2 separate regions of the Mus musculus genome follow, and region 2 is linked to region 1. The links are chromatin contacts, called in public HiChIP or PLAC-seq maps. All regions are on one chromosome and are shown on one strand. The core of a region is the stretch at or near the end of the contact, and the rest is flanking DNA. Distances in the headings are between cores, read along the strand shown.

Region 1 (5,443 bases), core at 1,485-3,984:
CTTTAAAACTGTGCTCCGCTGGGCAGTGGTAGCACACGCCTTTAATCCCAGCACTTGGGAGGCAGAGGCAGGCAGATTTCTGAGTTCGAGGCCAGCCTGGTCTACAGAGTGAGTTCCAGGACAGCCAGGGCTACACAGAGAAACTCTGTCTCAAAAAAAAAAAAAAAGGTGTGCTCCACCACACTCAGCCTTTGTTTTGTTTTCTGATGTGCTGGGGCTCACAGGTAAGAGTCTGCCTAAGCTTCAGAGACTCTGTTTAGACTGTTCGAAACGTTTGAAATTGAACTAAATCCAGTCCATAAATTTGTATTATAGGATAACTATGAGCTTATGAGGACCAAGGATGGAAAGTTTGGCTAAAAAGTATGATGTTTGGTCATAAGTTGACAGGGATGGACTTGTGACACAACTGTCTACTTAATAGAATTATACTAGAAGGCAAAGTTGAGCATGTCTGTGAGCTTTCAGATTGGGTCAACTGAGGTGGTAGGATCCATGTAAAAAAGAAACTAATCCTTACTCCAATAGGAAGCCTTCCTAATCACGTGACATTATTCTCCCTCCCTTTACCATCCTTTGACACCTCCCCAGAATATCACTTGCTGAAAGTCCTCTCCAGACCTCTCTCTACTGTCTCGACCCACGCTCCTCACCTGACTCCGAGCAGTCTTAAAGGGTGTAGCGTTAACCATGTGGCACTTCCGGATGCCACTCCATCTGGTCCGGTAGTTGACGATGTAGCAGGGGGGGAGGACGTACTCATCGTACAGCACATCACCATTGTAATTTACAATGCTGCATCGAGCCAGGGAACTAACGCGTCCCTTGGGTCCTGTGCCCACCATTTCACAGTCTATTGCCACCATCTTCCCTGGCAAGTTTTGGGGGACTGTAGGGCACTTATCTTCAGAACGAGCTTGGGTGGAGTTCGGTACAGCATTTTTCTTCAAGGGCTTCTTCTTGGAGCCTTTATCCTTTGACTGAGCTTGGGTGGAGTTCTCTGTAGCAATTTTCTTTTTCAAGGACTTCTTCTTGGAGCCCTTCTTCTGGGTGCTCTTAGTCTTTGGAAGGGCACTCTGAAACTCCCCTAGCAAATCTATTTTAGACACAACAGAAGCAGTCTTCTTTGAAGGAGCAGGGGTCAGCCAAGACAATGGTGCTTTCTTGTCTTTGGACTGCTCTGAGTCCCTCTTGGAGGCAGCTGCCTCTTTCTTCTTTGGGCATGGAAGGATCTTCAAAATGCCATCTACTCTTGAAGTTTCCCCTTTCTTTGGAGGTTCTGAGTTCAACTTAGACACCTTGTTAGGGGGTTGGTTCTTTTTATTCAGAAATCCTTTCTGTTCCAAGAACCTTCGCTTCTTGACAAAGCGTTGATGTTTGGCATTTCCTCCAAATGCCTTTTTCGAAGGTTGCCCAAAGTCTAAATTCAGGAGTATGGTAGACATGAGATCAGTGGATGGTGGGAGGAAGCTGGGAAGAATGGCTCACTGATAGCAAAAGGATGAGAGGCTCATCCTCTGTGGAATCCCATAGTTCAACATGTGGAGGTCTGCAATCAGCCTTGGGGACAAAGTAATCCTGATTCCCGCACCATAGGCCTGAGAGAAAAGAAGATCAGTTCTGGAAGACATAAGTGATAACTTCCACAAGCCCCAAAGCCCGGCTAACTACTGAAGCCTCCACAATTCACCTTTAGGTTGGTCTTAAAAGGGTTATTTCCCTTCTCCGGATCTCTGTGCCATTTTAAAAACTAAAGATGCTGGGGCTGGAGAAACGCCTTAGTAGTTATAACCTTGTTGCTCTCGCAGAGATATTAAGTTCAGTTCCAGGCACCCACGTTGTAGTAGTTCACAGCATCTGTACCTCCAGCTTCAGAAAAAACTAGATGCCTTCCGATCTCTGCAGGCCCCGGGCAATTAAACGATACACATACATAAATACAAACAAAACACTCAGACAAATAATAAATCTAATTACATAAAATGAGGGTGCTGAGGCTGCGGATAAAAAGATGTGGGACCCACGGAGATCGACTCTATCATGTCTATGAAGTCAAAACAAGGGCGTCAGATGAGACTTTTAAGTACCAGTGGTGAGAAGAAACAACACAAATACCCTCTGGATCACCCAGGAATTCTCAGCGTGCTACGAAATGAAGACCAAATCCAGGTGTCGCGCTCCCTCGGCTCCACGTGGGGGCGATCTCCTCACATACCTTACCTGTCTCCCACAGTAAGGACACAGTGGAGGGCCAGCCACCTCGGCCACCACATTCTTGACGATCCACGAACTATTCCCGAACACCCTATACACCTACCTCCAAGTTGGTTCCCCACTAAGATCGCAAGCGTCCGAAGCCGGATGCAGGCGCAGGCGCGCGCCGACGTATGCCGGGACGGCAAGAACGCGGGCGACAACGGGAAGGCGGCCGGCGCGCACGCGCCCGCAGCGCCCCCACCTCAGGCAGCGAGGCCAGCGACTCGGAGTGCGTGAGCAGCGGGAACGGCGGTGGCGGCGGCGGCGGCGTGGGTGGGGGCGGGGGCGGGATGCGCTCCCCGGCCCCTCGGGCCCCGTGGAGGTACAACTCGAAGGTGGTGGGCCGCGGGAAGCGGAACAGAGTGCGCCGGAACCGTGGTCCCACTTCCGGGAGGGAGGGTGGGACCTGCAGCTGACCCCCTCGCCGTAAGCTGGTGCTGGGCGCGCTTCTGTGACGTCTCCGAGTCCCCTGCGGCTGCGCAAATGGCTTGGCCCAGTGGAAGTCGTGACGTTGGGCAAGTGCGCCTTGTTCTAAGGATTTGTAATAGGACGGGATCGCCCTGAGAGGTGTCGTCGGGCGGGTTCGGAGTTCTTGCTTTGCGTCGGGCGTGCAGAATTGAGTCCGGTTTGGGTTGCATGGTTTCGTGGTACCGACCTTGTGTCTCCTCACCTCCTCCCTCCTTGCACCGACATTTCACGCCACAGGATGCGGGGCGTTTCAGCCCATGGCCTCTCGCATGAGGAGAGAAGGCAACTGGCTGTGGACCTCACCCGCGTCCTAGCTCACTACCGTTCCATCCTGGACGCCTACATCATCGTGAGGCCACCGGGCTGAGGGCGGGGTGCTTCTTGGGGGGCGGGGGGTGAATAGGAGCCCACTGCAGAGAAAATGTGGAGACAGCTTTTATCTCTTCCTAATAAGGAACGCGTTGACTACTAGAATACTTTTCACCCAGCCTTCTGACTCTAATACTTAAGTTTTGTTTGTTTCATTTGAAACCCCACAACCAACATTTGGCCATGCTACAGTTGCATAGAAACATACGAGAAACGAGATGTTCCATAGGATATCCTCCACTAAAGGCAATAAAGAGTGGGTTGGGGAAGAGGAAGTGCTTGGCCAAATGTGGTGTACCCTTGTAATCCTGTCACCTAAGAAGTAGATGCAGGAGAATCGGGAGTAAAAGGTTCCCCTGGGCTACAAAACAAGTTCTAGGGCAGCCTGGACTGGACGATGTTACTTTAAAAAAGGAGGGGAGGGAAACAAAACAGGGCAGACATACATAAAGTTACCTTTCTGTAATCTCGCCCCTCAGAAGACTAAGGCAGAATTGTCTTGACTTGCAGCCAGCTTAACGAGTGTTGAGACATGTCTCATTTCCCCCCAACTCCCCCCCACACACACAGAAGAGCACCAGCAAGGCTTGTGGGTGGGGTGATTCTCAACCTTCGTGATCCTACATCCATCCATTTAGTACAGTTCCTCATGTTGTGATCTCCAACTATAAAAGTATCTTTTGTTGCTACTCTGTAACTGTAATTTTACTACTGTTATGAATCGTAAATACCTGATATGCGGGATAGCTGAAGTGTGAACCCCCAAAGAGGTCCCAACCTACAGGTTGAGAACCGCTGTTTTAGGGTAAATGTTTGTCTAGGACTAACAAGATGGCTATGTGGTTAAAAGCATTTTTGTTTGTTTGTTTTTTGTTTTTTCGAGACAGGGTTTCTCTGTATAGCCCTGGCTGTCCTGGAACTCACTTTGTAGACCAGACTGGCCTCGAACTCAGAAATCCACCTGCCTCTGCCTCTGGAGTGCTGGGATTAAAGGCATGCGCCACCACGCCCACGCCCGGCTTCCTAACAAGGCTTTTAATTGCTCCTTAATTAGTTCATTATTTTCAGATGGGTACTCACTATGTTGAAATATCTCATGGAGATATTCTGGCCTTTGCCACCTGAGTGCTGGGATCCTTTAATAATAGACACCATACCTGGCCCCCACAGCCCCAGAATTTTAAAAGAACAAATGAATGAATTAAAATACACAGCTGTCTGGACCATAAAATAGCAGGTTACTAAATAGTTACCTGTTAATGCTGTGGTGAGATCATGCTAGTGATGCATGATTTAAAAAAAGAAAAGAAAAGAGACATTGGTCATGCTGGAGAGATGGCTTAGGGGTCAAGAGATTTTCCAAAGGACCCAGGTTCAACTTCCAGCACCAACATGGCAGCTCACAACTGTCTTTTAACTTCTGTACTAGGGGATCTAACACCCTCACCCAGACATACATGCAGTCAAAACACCAGTGTATATAAAATAAAAATAAATAAAAATTTAAAAACAACCAACAGACCAAACAAGAAACTAAATGGAGAAAAACAGAAATGAATGGGGTGTTAATAATGAGAGGTGTACATATAGTGCAGTCTGTACCACATGGGTGCTAGTAGAGGCAGGGACAGGCTTGAGAGCTGATACAGATGGACAGGAGATACGGGCATCTTGTCATCTTGGGCACTAGTGCCAAAAAAGGCAGGTGATGAGCTGGAGAGTTGAGATGGGGCTGAGACAATGGGAATAGTTGTAGAGTCCTTCAAACTGCTTGGCTCCTCCTGCAGGAATTTTTCACGGACAGCCTGTGGGGCACACTCCCCCACTCATGGCAAGAAGCACTGGATGGACTGAACCCACCACAGCTGGCCACCCTGCTGCTGGGGATGCCGAGGGACGGGGAGGAAATGAGGTATGTACAAGCCAGAGGAGCCCTGAGATGGGGAATGAGCACTGAGCCATGTATTGAGTCTTGTGTAGATACTCTCAATGGGTCTTCCTGGGCAGCTGGATCATAAGCTGGAACACTCAGGATGTGATTGTGGGCTATTCACTAGCAGCCTGGGCTGGACTATCTCAGGTACAGGTCTGTGTGGCCACTCACCCTGCTGGCCCTGAAGTCCACAGCTTGTGCCCTCGCCTTTACCCGGACACCTGGCTTTCACACCCCATCAGAGTTCCTGGAGAACCCCAGCCAGAGCTCCCGACTAACAGCTCCTTTTCGGAAACATGTCAAGCCCAAGAAGCAGCATGAGATCCGGAGGCTGGGAGAGGTGAGGGGACTGCTGGAGGTTAGACTATGAGAGCCTAGGACTCCTAAAGCTGATAGGTTATGAAGATGCAAATACAG
Region 2 (5,443 bases), core at 1,215-3,714, 200 kb before region 1:
TGTAAGTACACTGTAGCTGTCTTCAGACGCACCAGAAGAGGGCATCAGATCTCTGTTACAGGTGGTTGTGAGCCACCATGTGGTTGCTGGGATTTGAACTTTGGACCTTTGGAAGAGCAGTCAGGTGCTCTTACCCCCTGAGCCATCTCACCAGCCCCCCCCCCCCCAAGAGAGCTTTTATTCAACAGGCCTTAACTGAGTCAACCCACTGGTCAAGGTATGGGAGACCCTCGAGGACATACTGGGTGCTCATACCCAGCTGGTTGGCACCTCAGTAGGTTTGTTATACAATGAGATCCCACATGTGGTACCTGCTGGCTACCAGTCTTCTGCCACCCATCCTGGTATGGCCTCTGCCTCCTTACTCTGTAGCTTAGACTTGAACTCCTAGGAATCCTCTTGCCTCAGGCCTTTGAGTGCCGGGATTACAGATGTATGTCACTACGGCCAGCTTTGTTGCTGTTCTAGAGGACAGGATCATATACTGTAACCTCGTGTAAAAGGACATGAAAGCTGAAGTCCTGGTCTCACATGCTCTAGACTCAAGTCGGAGCTGACTGCTAACAAGACATGAGGCAGTAAGAGAGCACTTTATGAAGAGAAAAAGTTGAGGACCGAAAGGTCTGAGTGTTTATTCTTTTCATTCCTGCTTTATGCCCGGCAGCCTTTTGTACCATCACACTGTCCGTGACGGCTTGGAGGTCTCTCAGACAAGGATGCTTGAAGATTATAGAAGCCAATGGGTTCTCTCATGTTCAACAGGCAACAAGTCCTTGTGGGACTGGATGGCTCCTCATGCTTAGAACCCTAGCTCTCCCAAGTGTCATGATTTGAATATACTTGGCCCAGGGAGTGGCACTATTAGAAGGTATGGCTTGTTGGAGTAATGTGTCATTGTGGGTGTGGGCTTTAATACCCTCATCCTAAGCTGCCTGGAAGTGAGTATTCTGCTAGCAGCCTTCAGATGAAGATGTAGAACTCTCAGCTCCTCCTGCACCATGCCTGCCTGGATGCTGCCATGCCCCTGTCCTGATGATAATGGACTGAACCTCTGAACCTGTAAGCCAGCCCCAATTAAATGTTGTCCTTATAAGAGTTGCCTAGGTCATGGTGTCTCTTCTAACTGAGACATCAAGGTTGGGGCAGGAAGACTGCAGAGAGGCCAAAGTTAGTGAGACTCCTGTCTCAGAAAATGAAATGAAACAAAACTCAAAAAGTATCTGTGGGATTCCCATTCAGTACCTCACGTGCCCAGACAAGAGTAAAGGGTACAGGGGAAACCAGCTCAGCTCTCACCAATGCCAAGGAAGAGAGCCGGCACTCCATGCTCACAGTGGCACAGAGTACAGAGAAGATGCTGGAGAAGCACTCAGGCACTTAGAACAAGACCTTACAAGCGCATGGTACAGGTGGGCAGAATGTTTGCTGATCCTTCAGAGGACCGGACTTGCTCAGTTCCCAGGACAACAGGTCACACGTGGTTGTTTGAATGAGAATGTCCCCCACAGACTCATATTTGAATGCTTGGTCTCCAGCTGGTAAAACTGGGAAGGAATAGGAGATGTGGCCTTTCCGGAGGAGGTGTGGCTTTGTTGGAGGAGGTGTGGCCTTGTTGGAGGAGGTGTGTCACTGGAGAAGGGCCTTGAGGTCTCAAAAGCCCACACCAGGGCCAGGCTCTCTCTCTCTCTCTCTCTCTCTCTCTCTCTCTCTCTCACTCTCTCTCTCTCTCTCTCTCTCTCTCTCTCTCTCTCTCCCCCCCCCCCCATATCTTTCCCCTCCCTCTCATCCTGGTGCTTGGGGGTCAAAAATGTAAGTTCTCACTCATCTACTGCCCCAGTCCCTTGCCTTCCTGCCTGCTGCCTGCTGCCTTCCTGCCATGATGGTCATGGGCCCACCCTCTAAATCTGTAAGCCCCAGTAGACTCTGTCTTCTGTAAGTTGCCTTGGTCCTGGTGTCTTTACCACAATAGAAAAATAAGGTATCAGGTGACTCAAAATTGCCTGGGACTCCAGAGTCAAAGGATCCAATGCCTTCTTTCCACCTCTGAGGACAAATACACATGCACACACACAAATTATATATATATAAAATTTTAAATTATATTTTATGTCTATATGTGTATGCTTTCATGTATGTTTTGTATAACACATGCATGCAGGAGTCCACAGAGGTCAGAAGAGGCATCAGCTCTCCTGTTCCTGGAGTTACAGGTTCATTACCATGTGGGAGCTGGGAACCAAACCCAGGTCCTCCGCAAGAGCAACCAGTGCTCTTAACCGATGAGCCATCTCTTTGGGCCCTAAATAATAAGTCTCTAAAAAAAAAAAAAATGAAGAATGCACACACATCCACAAAACCTCCAGTCTGATCCCGTGGGCTCTCAGAGTTGCTCATATGTAGAAATGAGAAGGTTGGGTCAGACCCTTCTGGGATCCAGTCCCAGCACCCTCATTTCTAGTATGAGCTTGGGTGAGTCACTGACTCTCTCTGAGCCACGGTTTCTCTAGTGCTGTGATAAGGAGAGTTATTCATAGAGGGCTGAAAAAACAACAGCAAATAATGTAAACAAAGTGAAATGCCCACCGTTGCCTAGAAACGCCTGTAATACTTTTGCTTGCGCCTCCTGCAGAAGACATGTCACTAAAGTCAGATTCAAGACCTCTTGGTGGAAGGCAAGAGACAGAATATGGAGTCATGTTTGGAGCAAAAGTTCTCAAGGGGGCTTGGAAGCTAGCCTCACCTGCAGGAGCAGATGGGTGCTAATGACCAAGGGTGAGAGCGAAACTCCCAGCTCCTCTTTCTCTGCTTCTGTAAGGCAGATGTTGAGAAAACTCAGAGAAACCAAAAGTTGTAGATATGAGAATGAAATCTGCAGCCCCTTTAGCTCCACGACTTCCTGGCCCAGCCCTGTGCAGTTCCCCACGTGCTATGAGGGAACCTGCCCAGGTGGCCATGTTGACAAGTTCTGCCCTCCTCTTTCCTCCCTCCCCTCTGCTCTCTGCTCCTCCCCTCCCCTTCCCCACCTTCCTCTCTTCTATCTTCTTTCTGTCTATCTCTCTTAGCTTCCCCTCCCTTCTCCCTTTCTCCTAGTTCTCTTGAGATTTTCTTTCTTTTGTGTGTGTGGTGCTGGGAACAGAACCCAGAATCTTGTGTGTGCTAATCAAATGCTTTACCACTGAGCTGTATCTCTCTAGTGGTTTTGTTTGCTTGTTTGCTTGACAGTTTTTTGAGACAGGGTTTCTCTGTGTAGCCATGGCTATCTTAGAACTTGCTTGTAGACCAGGCTGGCCTCGAACTCAGAGATCCAGACTCACCTGCCTCTGCCCCCCGAGTGCTGAGATTAAAGGCGTGCGCCACCTCGATCTCACGTTCTTCTTTTTTTTTTTTATAATTTTTTAAGATTTATTTATTATTATATCTAAGTACACTGTAGCTGTCTTCAGATGCACCAGAAGAGGGCGTCAGATTTCATTACAGATGGTTGTGAGCCACCATGTGGTTGCTGGGATTTGAACTCAGGACCTTCAGATGAGCAGTCAGTGCTCTTAACCACTGAGCCATCTCTCCAGCCCCCTTGTTTTGCTTTCCTTTAATTAAATTTTCTCTTTAAAATAATTAGCCAGGTGGTGGTGGCGCACACCTTTGGTTCTAGCACTCAGGAGACAGAGTTAGGCGGATCTCTGAGTTCAAGGCCAGCCTGGTCTACAGAGCAAGTTCCAAGACATCCAGGGCTACACAGAGAAGAAACCCTGTCTCGGAAGACCAAGGAGAAAAACCATTTATTTAGTGCTGGTCATAGTGGCACATGTCCTTAATTCCAGTACCCAGGAGGTAGAGGCAGGTGGGATTCTGTGAATTTGAGGCCAGCTTGTTCGTATAATGAGTTCCAGAACAACTCGAGTGAGTTTTAGGACTACACAGAGAAACCCTGTCTTGAAAAAAAAGATGATTTTTTTCTTAATTAAAAAAAAAATAAAAGTAGGGCTGGAGAGATGGCTCAGAGGTTAAGAGCACCGACTGCTCTCCCAGAGGTCCTGAGTTCAATTCCCAGCAACCACATGGTGGCTCACAACCATCTGTAATGGGATTTGATGCCCTCTTCTGGTGTGTCTGAAGATAGCTACAGTGTACTTATATACATAAAATAAATAAATGCTTAAAAAAAAATAAAAGAATTTGCTGCTGCAAATGCCTTTACGCCTTGGTCATCACAGACCAAGAGTCACTTGGAGCTCCCTGCCCTGGCTGCCAGCGAAGGGCCCTGATGAATCCCACACTTCTAGTGGTAGGAAAGTCTTGAAAAGCAAACATTGTAATAAGTTATTTTCCTCTGTGTTGGCAGTGCTGGGAAGGCGGAGGTAAGAGAGTCAGGAGGTCAAGGTTACCCTCAGAGACGCGGGGAGGTCAAGGCCCAGCCCGGGATGAATAAGTCAGACCTTGTCTCAGAAATAAAAATAAGCTGGGCAGTGCTGATGCGCATCTTTAATCTCATCTACAGAGTGAGTTCCAGGACAGTCAGGACTACACAGAAAAACCCTGTCTCAAAAATAAAAAATAAAAATTATAAAAAGGTTTAATATTTCTGGGGCCAGCATTTTTGAGAAATGCTGCATGACACACCTGAATTTAACAAGGCATTTAAGTAGGTTTGCTTGTGATAGCTTTTATTTTATATTTCTGGAGAGAGGCTCTTACTGTGGAGCCAGTGAGATGCTCAGTGGGTGGGTAGCCTGAACTACCACCTGAGTTGCGTCCCCAGAGTCCACGTAGTGGAAGGAAAGAACTGAAAGTTGTCCTTTGAGCACCTCCAGGTGCTCATCGCAGCACGCATTTGGCCACCACACAAAATCAGTAACTGGAGAAAAAATAATTCTTCGGAGGCAAAGTTGCACTGTCTAGTCCTAGGTGGCCTGGAACTTACTACATAGACCAGGCTAGCCTCAAATTCACAGAAATCTACCTGCCTCTGGCTCTCGAGTACTGGGATTAAAGGCATGTGCCACCAACACCAGCATTTACTTTTATTTTTTAAAAATGATTTATTTTATTTATATGAGTACACTGTAGCTCTCTTCAGACACACCAGAAGAGGGTATCAGAACTTATTACAGATGGTTGTGAGCCACCATGTAGTTGCTTGGAATTGAACTCAGGACCTCTGGAAGAGTAGTCAGTGCTCTTAACCGCTGAGCCTCTCTCCAGGCCCGTAGTAAGTACTCTTAATGGTTGAGCCATTGCTCCAGGAAACACTTGTTTTTCTTGATCTTGACAGATTTGCTCTCTCTTTTTTTTTTCCTGGTTGAGAGTCCTTGATAACCTCAGTTGTCTACGGCCTGGTGTTTTATCTGGAGCAGCAGAGGCAAGGGGACATATACAACTATGTACATGCCTTGGAATTTATTAAGTGAGTCTAAAAATAGTAAGGACAGCCAAATCACATGTC

The links. HiChIP or PLAC-seq counts read pairs in DNA pulled down with a chosen protein or histone mark.
Region 2: a contact with region 1 is called in a FOXA1 HiChIP or PLAC-seq map of pancreatic cancer cells. The contact joins the enhancer-like site here to the promoter of Rrnad1 in region 1. A contact is called at or near these places in 12 of 39 promoter capture datasets (3T3-L1-derived adipocytes, the C10 cell line, the SN4741 cell line and 9 more), 6 of 484 Hi-C or Micro-C datasets (CD4 T cells, bone marrow-derived macrophages, erythroid progenitors and 3 more), 6 of 115 datasets of contacts at active chromatin or transcription factors (SST interneurons, bone marrow-derived macrophages, embryonic hindbrain and 3 more) and 3 of 9 other capture datasets (adipose tissue, liver and pancreatic islet).

What each region holds. Positions count from the first base shown.
Region 1 is chr3:87,927,486-87,932,928 of GRCm38.p6, reverse strand. It overlaps Rrnad1 (ribosomal RNA adenine dimethylase domain containing 1), which reads left to right and starts at 2,734. Exons shown (of 8, transcript NM_153562.4): 1 at 2,734-3,073; 2 at 4,881-5,005; 3 at 5,174-5,366. The coding sequence starts at 2,963. It overlaps Isg20l2 (interferon stimulated exonuclease gene 20-like 2), which reads right to left and starts at 2,615. Exons shown (of 4, transcript NM_177663.4): 1 at 2,318-2,615; 2 at 654-1,598. The coding sequence starts at 1,445.
Region 2 is chr3:88,125,327-88,130,769 of GRCm38.p6, reverse strand. No RefSeq gene overlaps it. Among named protein-coding and RNA genes, the nearest start is that of Mef2d, 14 kb to the left of the region's middle. Within about 2 kb of position 2,464, at least 19 of the 459 cell types and tissues checked have an H3K27ac peak or open chromatin away from gene starts, as enhancers often do. A contact at or near this core is called in granulosa cells, pancreatic cancer cells and pancreatic islet, where this site is marked.